Regions from separate parts of the Mus musculus genome. Here region 2 is linked to region 1. The links are chromatin contacts, called in public HiChIP or PLAC-seq maps. All regions are on one chromosome and are shown on one strand. The core of a region is the stretch at or near the end of the contact, and the rest is flanking DNA. Distances in the headings are between cores, read along the strand shown. Region 1 has its middle 32 kb from the start of Gm26761. Region 2 overlaps Fam114a1 (family with sequence similarity 114, member A1).

Region 1 (5,917 bases), core at 1,475-3,974:
GCTTTAAGGCACTCCTTTTTAGCGCTAGTTACTTCTCTAGGACCTGCCACCCTGTGCAAACATTTAGCAAAGTTTTCCATGGCCTGCCCCTACCCAGCCCCCACTGTGTGTGTGCACATTAGAGTCTCTGTGCTGTATTTTTGATTATTCCTGTTCTTTATTCAGTCATGTGATGAACGCCTCAATTAAGAGAAAGTGTGCATGATGTTCAAGGGGGAAAAGCAGCTTGTTTCTTTCCTCCGAAGCAGATGGGAGAGATGTCACAAGAAAGCATCTAGAGATAGAGTGCTCTGCCATTTAGGAGACAAAGGGACTTCTGGTTTAATGCCTATGCCGAGGTCTAGGGCAAAATTAAGTTGCTTTTTGTTTACTTCCATCAACTACAAAGTGACTGCCTCTTCTGAGCTCTGCCTCTCTTCTCAGTCTGGAGGTTGTTACCCAAAAGAAATAAATAGCCAGCAGACCTCAGATAATCCACTGAAAAGCCTACAGACAAGGCTCATTTCTGAAATCCCTGCCCTTGGGAGGCTGAGGCAAGAAGGTTGCTGTGGGTTTGATGCTTCTGAGCTATAATGAGCTCAAGCAAACAAGTAACAACTACAAAAAAGCAAACCACAGAAAAAGATACATTTCTTCAGACTAGGGAGAGAGCTCAGAGCATAGAGTGTAAGCCCGAGGAGCTGAGTTCTCTCTCTCTCTCTCTCTCTCTCTCTCTATATATATATATATATATAATATATATATATATAATATAAAATAAATTAGGTGTGGCGATGTGTGCTCGTGGTTCTGTGCTGGAGAGGCAGGTCTCTGGGATTTGCTGACCAGTCAGCCTTGCCTCTTGTCAAGTGTCGTCCAAGTCAATGAGAGATCCTGTTTCAAAAAACACCGTGGGTGGCTTCTAAGGACTGGCACCATAGTGTTCACGTGCACATATATATGTGTGTGTGTGTAAATACATATATATATATACACACATACATGTGTACTTGCACACACATGCACACAAGACAAACCTATTTTATTCTTAATTTCAAAGTAATATTATATCAGTACATCCGCTTACATATAAAGCTAAAGTTGTCACTGATGGCTAACCCAATCTTGGGATGCTTACTGGTTTATATTTGCATACAAACACATCATGACATTGCATACATATTGTGTTACTTTTCAACCTATTAGTCATTGATCAATAAATAGCTTTCCTATTGGTTCGAGTCACGTGTTAGCCATTTTAACTCACAGCTATAACTTCATTCACTAAAACCTGCATTCCAACTATTGGTAATCTGTACCACTAAAGTGCCTGGGCGGCTTTCACCTGCTGCTCCATATTAACCCCGTATGGCAATGCATGGCTGTTGATGCTCAGGCTTCGCCCTGGGCATTGGCGTCAGACTCTTGGGGTGGAAGCCATACCCAAGCATCTATAATTTTAAAAGATGGCCAGACGAGAGCCTGCGTTTAATCCCTAGAACCCAGAGTCCATGTAAAGGTGGAAGGAAATAACTAAGTACACAGAGCACTATGGCATGTAATTCCTCATCATGTACACACACACACACACACACACACACACACACACACACACACAGAGTTATACTAAGTTTAAAAACGTTTTAAAAGGTAGCGGGTGGCTCAAATTCAGAGGCAAGTTTGGGAATCTAAGGCTTAGATGCCACCCGGGGAACCCATATCTTCAAGCCTGACTTCTGGCGGCCTCCTGGTCCAGTCCACAGCTAGAGAGAGGCCTTGGATATGTCTCACAGCCAGGCTCTTTGAGGCTGAACCTTTGTCCCCATAGATTGGGAGACTCTGTTCTTCACTTATAGCTGCTACTGACCAGAAGAGTGGAGAAAAAGCTTTTCAGTGCAATCACTGATATTTTGAAAGAGATAATCCTTTTCATTTCAACCACCAATATAACTTTAAGAAGAGCAACTGGACTGTATATGAAAGCTTTAAACTGTTGTAATTTTACTATTAAAAAATTTCTCATTCAAAGAGATTTATTTCCCTAAACTCTGGACCACCCACTGGTGCATAGCTGTATCCTGTAAATGGGTTGGTGAGAACACAGAAGTCATGAGTAGAATTCAGTGTGGGATGACAGGTGCTCTGTGTAGGGAAAAAAAGGCTAACACTTGATAGTGTGATGGGGGAGGGGAGAGAGTGTGAACAGCAAGAACAAAGCTCATTGTAGACAAATTCATGTCCAAATACTGGCTCCACCCCTGTGTTTACAGCCTAGTTATTTCATACTTTGAGATTCTTCATCTATAAAATTAGTAAACTATCACCCACATTGTATATGTGTTCTGATGTTGGGGTGTGTGTGTGTATGTGTGTTTGGATGTTAAGTGGAAACTAGAGGCTGACAACAGAATTTCTTCCTCAGTTGCCTTAGTTTCTGCCAATGGTCTTGAAGCTTACTATTTTAGCTAGATTAGCTGGCCAGTGAGTCCTTGGGGTCCTCCCATCTCTGCTCTCCCAGCTCTGGGAGGCTACAGATGTACAGCATCACATCTGGCTCTTATCTGGTTCTGCAGAATCCAAATGACTGCAAACATAAACCAAGCACCACTTCCATGATCAAGCTTTGTCCCTCCAGGAACTGCCCTCCTCGGCCTTGTGAGTCGATGGTTCATCTTCACCCTTCCTTAGGCAAGATGAGCTGGAACGTGGCAATGCACAGCTGTGTGTGATAACCCTTCCAGAACATTCTCAGATGCATTCCCCAAGTGTTACTCAATGGGCTGGGTTAAGGGTGGGGCAGATGCTGGCAGAGGGTCACAACAAATTAAAGTGTCTTGAGAAATATATGAAAGAGGCACTCAACTGACAAGATGGTAGGTTCCAGATGTCTTGGTCTTTCCCTCCCTTCCTTCCTTCCTTTGTTCCTCCCTCCTTCTTTCCCTCCCTCCCTCCCTCCCTCCCTCCCTCCCTCCCTCCCTCCCTCCCTCCCTCCCTTCCTTCCTTCTTTCCTTCCTTCCTACCTACTTTTTTTTTAAAGACAGTGTTTCTCTGAGTAGCACTGGCTGTCTTGTAGCTTGCTCCATGGACCAGGGTGGCCTCAAACTCAGAGATCTCTACCAGGTCTTTCTTCCTGAGTGCTGGAATTAAAGATATGCCACACCATGGTCTGCATCTTGGTCTTTTCTAGAGGGTTAAATGAAGTAATATCAAGACAGGCTGTGGCATGGGTTAGAGGCATACATTTCTCAGAAAACCAATTTCTGGAAAGATGGTGCTGTGTAGTTGCAGGAAACTTAGAAGGATATGTTTTTATTGTTTCTTGAAAGAAAAAAAAAGGAGGTTATATGAGTGGAAATTTTTGGAAAGGAGTCAGGGAAGGAGAAACAGATGCAGGGTCATGACCTACCAAATAAAACTGTTATTCCAGGAACTTCAGCAGGCAAAAGCCACTCTGCATGGAGAGCACTGTGGTCCGATAGAGCCTCAGCTTCATGTGCAGGGGACCTTTCTGCCCTAGTGTCCCTGCCTGAGATTACAGGCAGAGTCTTCATAGAGGTCAGTGAGTTAAGATGAGGTCACTGAGATGGCCCTAATTCCGTTTGACTGCTGTGCTCGGAAGAAAGTTTGGATGCAGACACTCACAGAGAAGGACCTTATGGGAAAGAGAGGCTGCCACCTGCAAGCAGAGGGGGACATGGGGAGAGGATGGCCCCTGCAAGCTGAGGACAGAAAACCAGGTCTGCTGATTCCTTCATCTTGGACTTGGAACCTTCAGAACTGTAAGGAAAAAAGCCAGCTTTCCTTGATTTAAGTCCCCTACCCCACACTACCACAGCCATGTGTGGCAACCCAAGGCAAAGTACTCTAGCAACTGAGAAGAGACCAGTGGTCTGGCTCCTGCCAGTGCTTCAGTGACTGTCTCTCCCTCGGCCATTCTTTCTCATTTGTCTGCCACAAGTTCCCCAAAGTGAAAGACTTTGAAGATCTATTTATTTACTTACTCTTAGGATTGAGTTAGTGATTGATAAACAGAAGTGAGTCTTCTACAGAAAGGTGGGTCCTAGTAAGCTGTGTGAGTCCTGTACGCCCCTGAGGCAGCCTTGGAGTGGGGCTCAGCGTCCCATAGTCTTCTTTGGGTGACAAGAACCATCTAGGCTTTACAGAGGATTGGAAGGGCAGGTAGTTCCAATAGGCATCAAACAGTAAATAACTTGATGGCCAACCCTTTCAAAGACTGGTCCGTGACTGTCTCCTCCAGCAGTGAATCCTGCTACACCCCCTACCCCCCAACCCTGGCATCATTTAATTGTTTGATGTTGTCAGTTTGATGTTTGATGTTGGGTCTAGTGATTCACCTCTGCTCTGGCCTGAAAAGCTTCAATCATCCAAGAGTCCCAATCATCCTCTTGGGAGTCCCTTGGAGGCTTATTCTCCTGCTAAGGAAACTAACCCCAAATATTTACCCAGTAGAAGTTGTAAACTTTGACTTTACCTGTCAAGGTGTATCTCTGTAAGAAGCAGGGGAAGCTAGGGCTTTGCCTTGTGGGAACTGCTCCCTCTGAGATCTGAGAACAATGTCCATTCTCATTCTAAGCGAACCCCTCTTGGGACCAGGCTTCCTTGCCCTCTCAGACTTCAGACAGGCACTCCCACTTCCGGTGTGAGCAGTTCACCACCACAGCTGGCCAGGCAGGAACCCTGAGTATGAGCCCAGCCTCAGGGGGTCTTGGGGGCAGTGGAAGGGTAAAGGCTGCCAGAAAATTAATGATAAGTACCTCAAGAGAAGGGCTTACACTACACACTGGAATGTAAGCGAATTACTTCACACAACTCACTGTTGATCATTTGGTCACCAGTACCTCTAGCCAAGGATTTCTCTCATCAGCCATCACTGGCTAGATCTTCCTCCACCCATTCTCTGGCGCCCTGGACTCCTACATGACTTCTGTAAGGAGTTTGATTTCACATAGAACAATTATGAGGAATTGGTCAATGACACCATCAAACCCTCCCTAGCCTTTCCAACTACTGTCTACTGGTTAGACATTACTGACTAAGAAGCACTTAAAACTCTTAAAACTATCAATTATTCTGTTTTGTTCCTCCAGCCCCTGCCTCATATTTTGAACCTCTGTGATGAGATACATCTGTTTAGGATGTCAGGTCTGTTTGGTGAATGGACTCTTCCACCACAGTGAAATTTGTTTGCTTGTTGTTGTTCTGTCTCTAGCAATATTCTTTTCTTTGAAGTTACTTTGACATTGAAGTAGCTTTTTTTTTTAAACTAACACTGGTGTGTACTCTTCTGCCTCAGTTATGAAATGTTGGCATCTTTAGACTTCAAATGTTAACTTGTCAACAGTGTAGGTGAGTTCTATCAAGTTGTCCAAACCACACCTGTCTTTCATTTTAATCTACTTATATTAGATAAAATTATGATGGTTCAACTTAAATCTGCCATTCTAATAGTTATCCCTTGCTTTAAAAACTTCTTAATTCTCATTTTCAGCTGGAATTGACACTATGTGTGTATGTATGTATGTATGTATGTATGTATGTTTGTTTCATCCCAACTGCAACTTCCTTCCCTACTCTCCTCCCATCCCTCTCTCCCTGCCCTCTTCCCTTCCTCCCCACTCCATCCCCCTCCCTTTCTCTTCAGAAAAGGGCAGGTCTCCCATGGATATCAACCAGCCATGGCACATCAAGTCGCAGTAAGACTAGGAACCTCCTCTCCTATTAAGTCTAGAAGAGGCAACCCAATAGGAGGAAAGGGTGCCAAAGGCAGGCAACATAGTCAGAGACAGCTTCTGTTCCCATTGTTAGGAGTCCCAAAAAAAGACCAAGTTACACAATACAACATACTTGCAGAGGGCCCAGGTCTGTCCCATGCAGGCTCCCTTGTTGGCAGCTTGGTGAATTGCCAACCTTTTAACTG
Region 2 (5,917 bases), core at 2,184-4,683, 330 kb before region 1:
CCACAACACCTGGTTTTTAAATCCCACACTAAACAACGCTGACTTGAACAATGTCCTTGTCTCTTGGTGGTTCAGCGTTTTGAATCTGTAAAGTGGAGGAAATAGACTGTCTCCTCACAGAGTCATCGCAGGAACAAACGCGTTAATGTACGAGATGCCCTTAGAGCAGTGGAAATGGAAACGGACTTCTCCTGAGCAAACGTTAAACTCCATCAATGTACGCTATGTCAAAATCTCTTGTCCCGTCAAGCTTCTGAACTCTGTTCTGGTGACACCCAACACTTACCTACTGTGGCTGATGCAGATGAGAGCAGAGATTTCCCCCAGGATCCCCAGCCTGCCCATCTTCCTGCCTGTGATGAGGGGTCCACAGCCTGCAGAAGAACAGATTAGCAGCAGGTCAGATATTCATTTTGCCCCTGAATGTGGAAAAACATTCAGAGAAGCAGTTGAGACACAGAGAAAGTTCAGGAACAAAACCCACCACCAAGCAACCACATCTCCCAGGCTTGTAGTTTATATGGGTCATAAAAGAGTATCTTGACCCACACAGCAATATGTACTTTGGAACCACAGTAATGGAGGTGTTGGCTCCTATGGACTTGGCCCAGTGTGAAGAGGGATCTGTAGTCTTCCCATTACATGAAAGACAGACAAGGGCTGCCAGGGGTGATGGGTCAGGGTTAGGGGAGTGGTGGAGAGCAGAGGGAGAAATATAACAAAACAAAAAGTGATTCGAAAACATTTAAATGACCCCGGTTTAACCAATTCTTACAAAGCTAACTAAATGTGCCTTTCAAGACAGAGTTAACTTCCAGAGTGGGATGGAGTGGAAATGCTAGTGTGGTTGGCAGATGGTGGTGTCCAGCATTGACTAAGGGCATCAGCTAGCCTGGAGAGGGATGGTGGCAACAGAAAGCTTTGTGGGCTATCTGTATTCAAGCTGTTGGCGTCACTCAAATGACCCCTGTAACTCTAGCCCTCACCTGCAAGGATGCATGTGCTTCTGGCTTGACAAATTCTGTCTCCCTGGCTTCTGAACTATGAACTGGAGACTGTGGTTTAGTGTGAGTTGTTTTTTTCCCCAACATAATATGAGCTAAAGGGGTCTGCAACCCTATAGGTGGAACAACAATATGAACTAACCAGTATTCCCAGAGCTCGTGTCTCTAGCTGCATATGTATCAGAAGATGGCCTAGTCAGCCATCATTGGGAAGAGAGGCCCAATTGGTCTTGCAAACTTTATATGCCTCAGTACAGGGGAACGCCAGGGCCAAGAAGTGGGAGTGGGTGGGTAGGGGACTGGGGGGGGTATGGGGGACTTTTGGGATAGCATTGGAAATGTAAATGAAGAAAATACCTAATTAAAAAAATCAATTATAAACTATAATTTAAAAAAACTATAAATTATAAAAAAAATGCAGGCATGGAGGGTCACCCTATTCTATTCACCGAGCTAGCTAAGGGAAAGCAGGGTGTGCAAGATGGTGGTGCACCCAGGCCACGGCATAGATTTTCAGCAGCATCTTAGACCTGGGCTTTCTAGTCTTAGCTAGTCTAGTCTAGTCTGGGCTGCATTCACAACTTTGTGTTCTAGAAGAGTCCCTCATAGTGTTGCTTTCCTGTTGTGGATAGCCCTGGAGCTGACTGTATTTGACGTTGATTCCGTTCTCCTGTGAGGGGTTTTGAACAAGGAATGAGTCAGCACTCGGGTCGTTTCCTGTAACCCTTCTTCCCACGTTAATTTTATAAATAAAAGCTAGAGCCGGTGATTGGGTGGAGAAAGAGGGGAAGGTGGAGCTGAAGGTTTTGGGAGAGAAAGAGGTGGGGGGGCTGATGGGAAGAGGAGGAAGAAGGAGAGTAGAGCAGAAGGACATGGCCTGGAGAAACTGCAAGTTCTAAGGGGTCTCTTATATGGGGAAGATGGTAATGTAGTGGTAGATCTGCCCAATCTAGGCGCACAGCATGGATTCATATTAATTGAGTTGTGTTTTCATTGCCCGGGCTTATTTGGGTTAGAGATTTACTGAGAAACACTTCCCTCCCTGCCTTTCAGTCTCCAATCTCTCAGTCTGTCTGTCTGTGTCTGTCTCTGTCTCTCTGTCTCTGTCTCTGTCTCTGTCTCTGTCTCTGTCTCTGTCTCTCTCTCTCTCTCTGTGTGTGTGTGTGTGTGTGTGTGTGTGCACGCGTGTGCGTGTTCTCCTCTCTTTCTTTTTGGTTCTGGTCCCTAATCCATCCCTAAAGTCTCAAAGAGTGCCTAATATTATTTGTTGGATAGATGTACCCATTTTCTTGCATAGGAATGTAGTAGTTTCTGTTAATCTCATCGAGTGAGTCCTGACTCAGCCATCGAAAAACACAGCTTTCTCTTACTATTCACAAACAGATCATAGAAAGCAAAGGAAGAATATATAGACCCACAGTAAGTATATAGGCAAAGTAAGAGAGCTTTTTTATAGGAAGGGAGGGAGGGAGGAGAGGAAGAGGCCTATATAACCTGTAGATTCTGTAACTCCAAGGCTGGCCATCAGTCATCCCCAGTGCCCTTTCCCCTACTGTCTCCCTTGCAGATAAGGGTGGTATACTGCTCAGTTATTCACAAAGATGTACATAAATGTATATAAAAGCCTTTGATTTTGTGATGAATTTTCAGTTACAGCCGTCGCCAATTCTTCCTCCTGTTCTGAGTGTGGAAACGATGCTTGGCAGTGAAGCAGGGAAATTTTCTGCCTCAGGGAAAGGTCAAAGCATCCCTGGTCCTGATGCTGATGGAGCACTGAGCCAACACCGGGAGCTACTCGTCCCCATCTTTTGTATTATGGGAGAAAAATATATCGCTGTTCTGCAAACCACTGAATGTGGATTTTAGTTATTTGTATCTCACTGCATTCCTATTTACCCAGTAAATATCAAATATCATCTATTCAGCAGAGAGATGCGACCAGTGGAAAAGGTCACAGAATTGAATTGCGCAGAATTGAGTCGAGGTTCTGCCACTCTGTGTAATGAGTTACTGAAGCTTTTCTAAGCCCCCATTCATTTGTTACAAAATGCAAGACAAGACAGAGGCGAGCTCCCAGGGACTGGGGAAATGCGCTCAATGATATTGTAAACTTTTGTAAATTGTACCTTGAGTATATGCAATGAATGTTTGACATACATAAAAGAACTCTCAGCACCAATAACCCTGCAGGTCTTGAGATGATTAAAAAATTATTTCCTATGAATTTGTCATCTAAACGCTGCATAAATGTTATGAAACACCAGCTTTAAGGCTGTGAAGAAGGGAGCTTTGCAAGCTGGCTGTCAGCTTTTCCTTCTGTCTGGAAACAGAGAGGGACTTGTCAACATGAGCGGAACGCCCATGACTCGTGACTGTCTGCACTCGTTTGTGGTGTCTGCATTGATTCATCCCATTCGGCAATGGAATCCAGTAGCAACTTTGTACCACCAGGAGGACGGGTGTGAGTTGATGACTAATGTAATTCTTTCACTGGGCCGATCACTGCCTGTGATTAGAAAGAACAATGCACTCAGGGGTGATGGCTTCTGACTCAGATCTACAATATTGACTGTGCCCTGACAGCTGGTAATTGGCTAGTGAATAAAACAGAAAGTCAAATGCTGTGTAATAAGCGACTACTTCAGTTGTGCTTTATTAATAAAGTCCTTGACATTGAGCTGGAACTTCTGGCTAGTTACAAGGAATATCTATAATTAATAGAAAGTCCTCAAGTGGCTAGATGTACACATTTAACAAAAAATATAAACTAAATAAATATCAACCATGAATTATATATCCTAAGTATTGTCTCCACTAACTGGTCATTAGGTGACACACTTAGAAGCCTATAAAATAGTCGCATAAGTCCCATGAGATGGCTCAGGGGGTAAAGGTACTTCCATGTAGGTCTAATGACATGAGTTCAACTCTTGGAATCAACATAAAGGCAGAAGGAAATAACCTTCGAGTCCTCTGACCTCTACATTCGCGCAAACACACACACACACACACACACACACACACACACACACACACACACACACAAGACGAAATAAGCAGAGTGCATCAACTTGCTTCTCACATTATTAAATGCTGCTGGAAAGCTTTGTTTCTCACCTTTCACCTAGATAGCTCTCACCTCCTTTAACACAGACCTTCGGGGCCTAACTCAGAAAGCAGAAGGCATCCTATGAGAACTCACTATGTTGTTGTTTTTCTCTCCTTCCCATAAAATCAGAAGAATGACCTTGTATAGTTGGGGCAAATCAGACTTGGATTGATCGAGGACATCTAAATCATAATTAGAGGGGCTAGAGAGATGCCTCAGCAGTTAAGAGCACTGGCTGCTTTTTCAGAGGACCTAGGTTTAATTCCCAGCATTCACATGGCGACTGGCAACCATCTATAACTGCAGTCCCAGGGGATCGAACGGCCTCTTCTGAAATCTGTGTGCACTAGGCATGCATGTGTTGCATAGACATACATATAGACAAAACACCCATCTACATATAATAAATAAAATTTAAACAAAAAATAAAACACAATTGGTCCTTTGAACAACGGCATCCATTGTGTGATCCTAAGAATATTTAACTATGCAGGGGATTCCATCAAGTTCAAAGTTCCTTAAATAGAGAAGACATCTAAATGTCTAGTATCCCACCTAATATCAAATAGAAAATACTTTTTAGGTTGGTCCTGTGACTTAGTGGTACAGCATTCTCCTGGTTTGAGTAAGGCCCAAGTTCCACTCCTAACACTACCATCACCACCACCCAAATGACCACATCATTTACTGAGGCTGGAGTGTGGCTCTGTCACAAAGCATCTGCCTAGTTTGTGTGAGACCCTGAGTCAGAGCTCTGGGAAAATAAACTATTTAATTTAGGCGAACCAGTTCAAAACTATAGGTACAAGGTAAATATCTAGAGGGGTCTGTCAAACACAAGGACCATTCACATGTAGGTGGAAATATATATATATATATTTCTGTGTTAAGATCAAAGACCAATCTGGAAGTCCCATCCCCAGGAGAGATGAGGAATCAGGTACCGTGTAGATCTCATACCGGGGATGCCTGTCATTAGACCCACGAGACCAGGTCTTCCTTAAGTCCTGTAACTCACAGCACAGATAACCTGTCATAAGGATCCTCAATGCAGCAATGAGGCTGCAGGTGTCCTGCCTGGGTGCCTGCTGCTCTGTCAGAAGGTCAGACTCGCAATGGCCTCAGTTATTTCCAAGTAATTTTCTTTCCTCATGAGTAAACCTTTTCCAACTCTAGGAAGATTTAAAACTTAAATGTGGAAAGGCTAAAGCACCAAAGCCACGCTATTAATGCTTTTTTGTGCACATTTGACCTTTTCTGTCCTACTGATATTTATGAAAGTTAACAGGGTCACAAGGTTTGAAAACCAATTTACAATGACCAGCTGAATTATCACATCACAGACTTTAGCTGAAATGGCCCACATTTAGGAATACTGTATTAACATTTAGGTCTTTAAGCCCACTTTATATATTTAATAGCTTGTATAACAATTATGAAGTACTCAACAAGGTTTTGTAATCTATAGATGAGGCACTTGAAAGGAAATAGAATATATTACAATTAAAACATTCAAGTCAATAGGAAAAAAAAGAATCAAATATTAAACAAATTTCCCTAGAAAACTGCTGCTCAATTTTGCTAGGCTTATATATAGAATTATGATTTTTGGGATGAAGAATTGAGTGTTTAAAATTGCAGTCTTAATAAACTAAACACTAACTATTTAAATCAAATTAAGCATCTAAGTAGATCTCCTTTTTATACAATACACACATCAGCTTACACCAAAACCCATCTAAACCCAAATTGAAGGATACCCAAGCCAAGGGACCATGGGTTCATTCTTCTGTTGTCATGGGAA

The links. HiChIP or PLAC-seq counts read pairs in DNA pulled down with a chosen protein or histone mark.
Region 2: a contact with region 1 is called in a FOXA1 HiChIP or PLAC-seq map of pancreatic cancer cells. The contact joins two enhancer-like sites. A contact is called at or near these places in 2 of 115 datasets of contacts at active chromatin or transcription factors (memory CD8 T cells and pancreatic cancer cells).

Annotation. Positions count from the first base shown.
Region 1 is chr5:64,663,963-64,669,879 of GRCm38.p6, reverse strand. No RefSeq gene overlaps it. Among named protein-coding and RNA genes, the nearest start is that of Gm26761, 32 kb to the left of the region's middle. Within about 2 kb of position 2,724, at least 33 of the 459 cell types and tissues checked have an H3K27ac peak or open chromatin away from gene starts, as enhancers often do. A contact at or near this core is called in pancreatic cancer cells, where this site is marked.
Region 2 is chr5:64,990,272-64,996,188 of GRCm38.p6, reverse strand. It overlaps Fam114a1 (family with sequence similarity 114, member A1), which reads right to left. Exons shown (of 14, transcript NM_026667.3): 3 at 287-374. It overlaps Gm32374 (a long non-coding RNA gene), which reads left to right. Exons shown (of 3, transcript XR_003955930.1): 3 at 2,655-3,798. Among named protein-coding and RNA genes, the nearest start is that of Mir574, 23 kb to the right of the region's middle. Within about 2 kb of position 3,433, at least 39 of the 459 cell types and tissues checked have an H3K27ac peak or open chromatin away from gene starts, as enhancers often do. A contact at or near this core is called in pancreatic cancer cells, where this site is marked.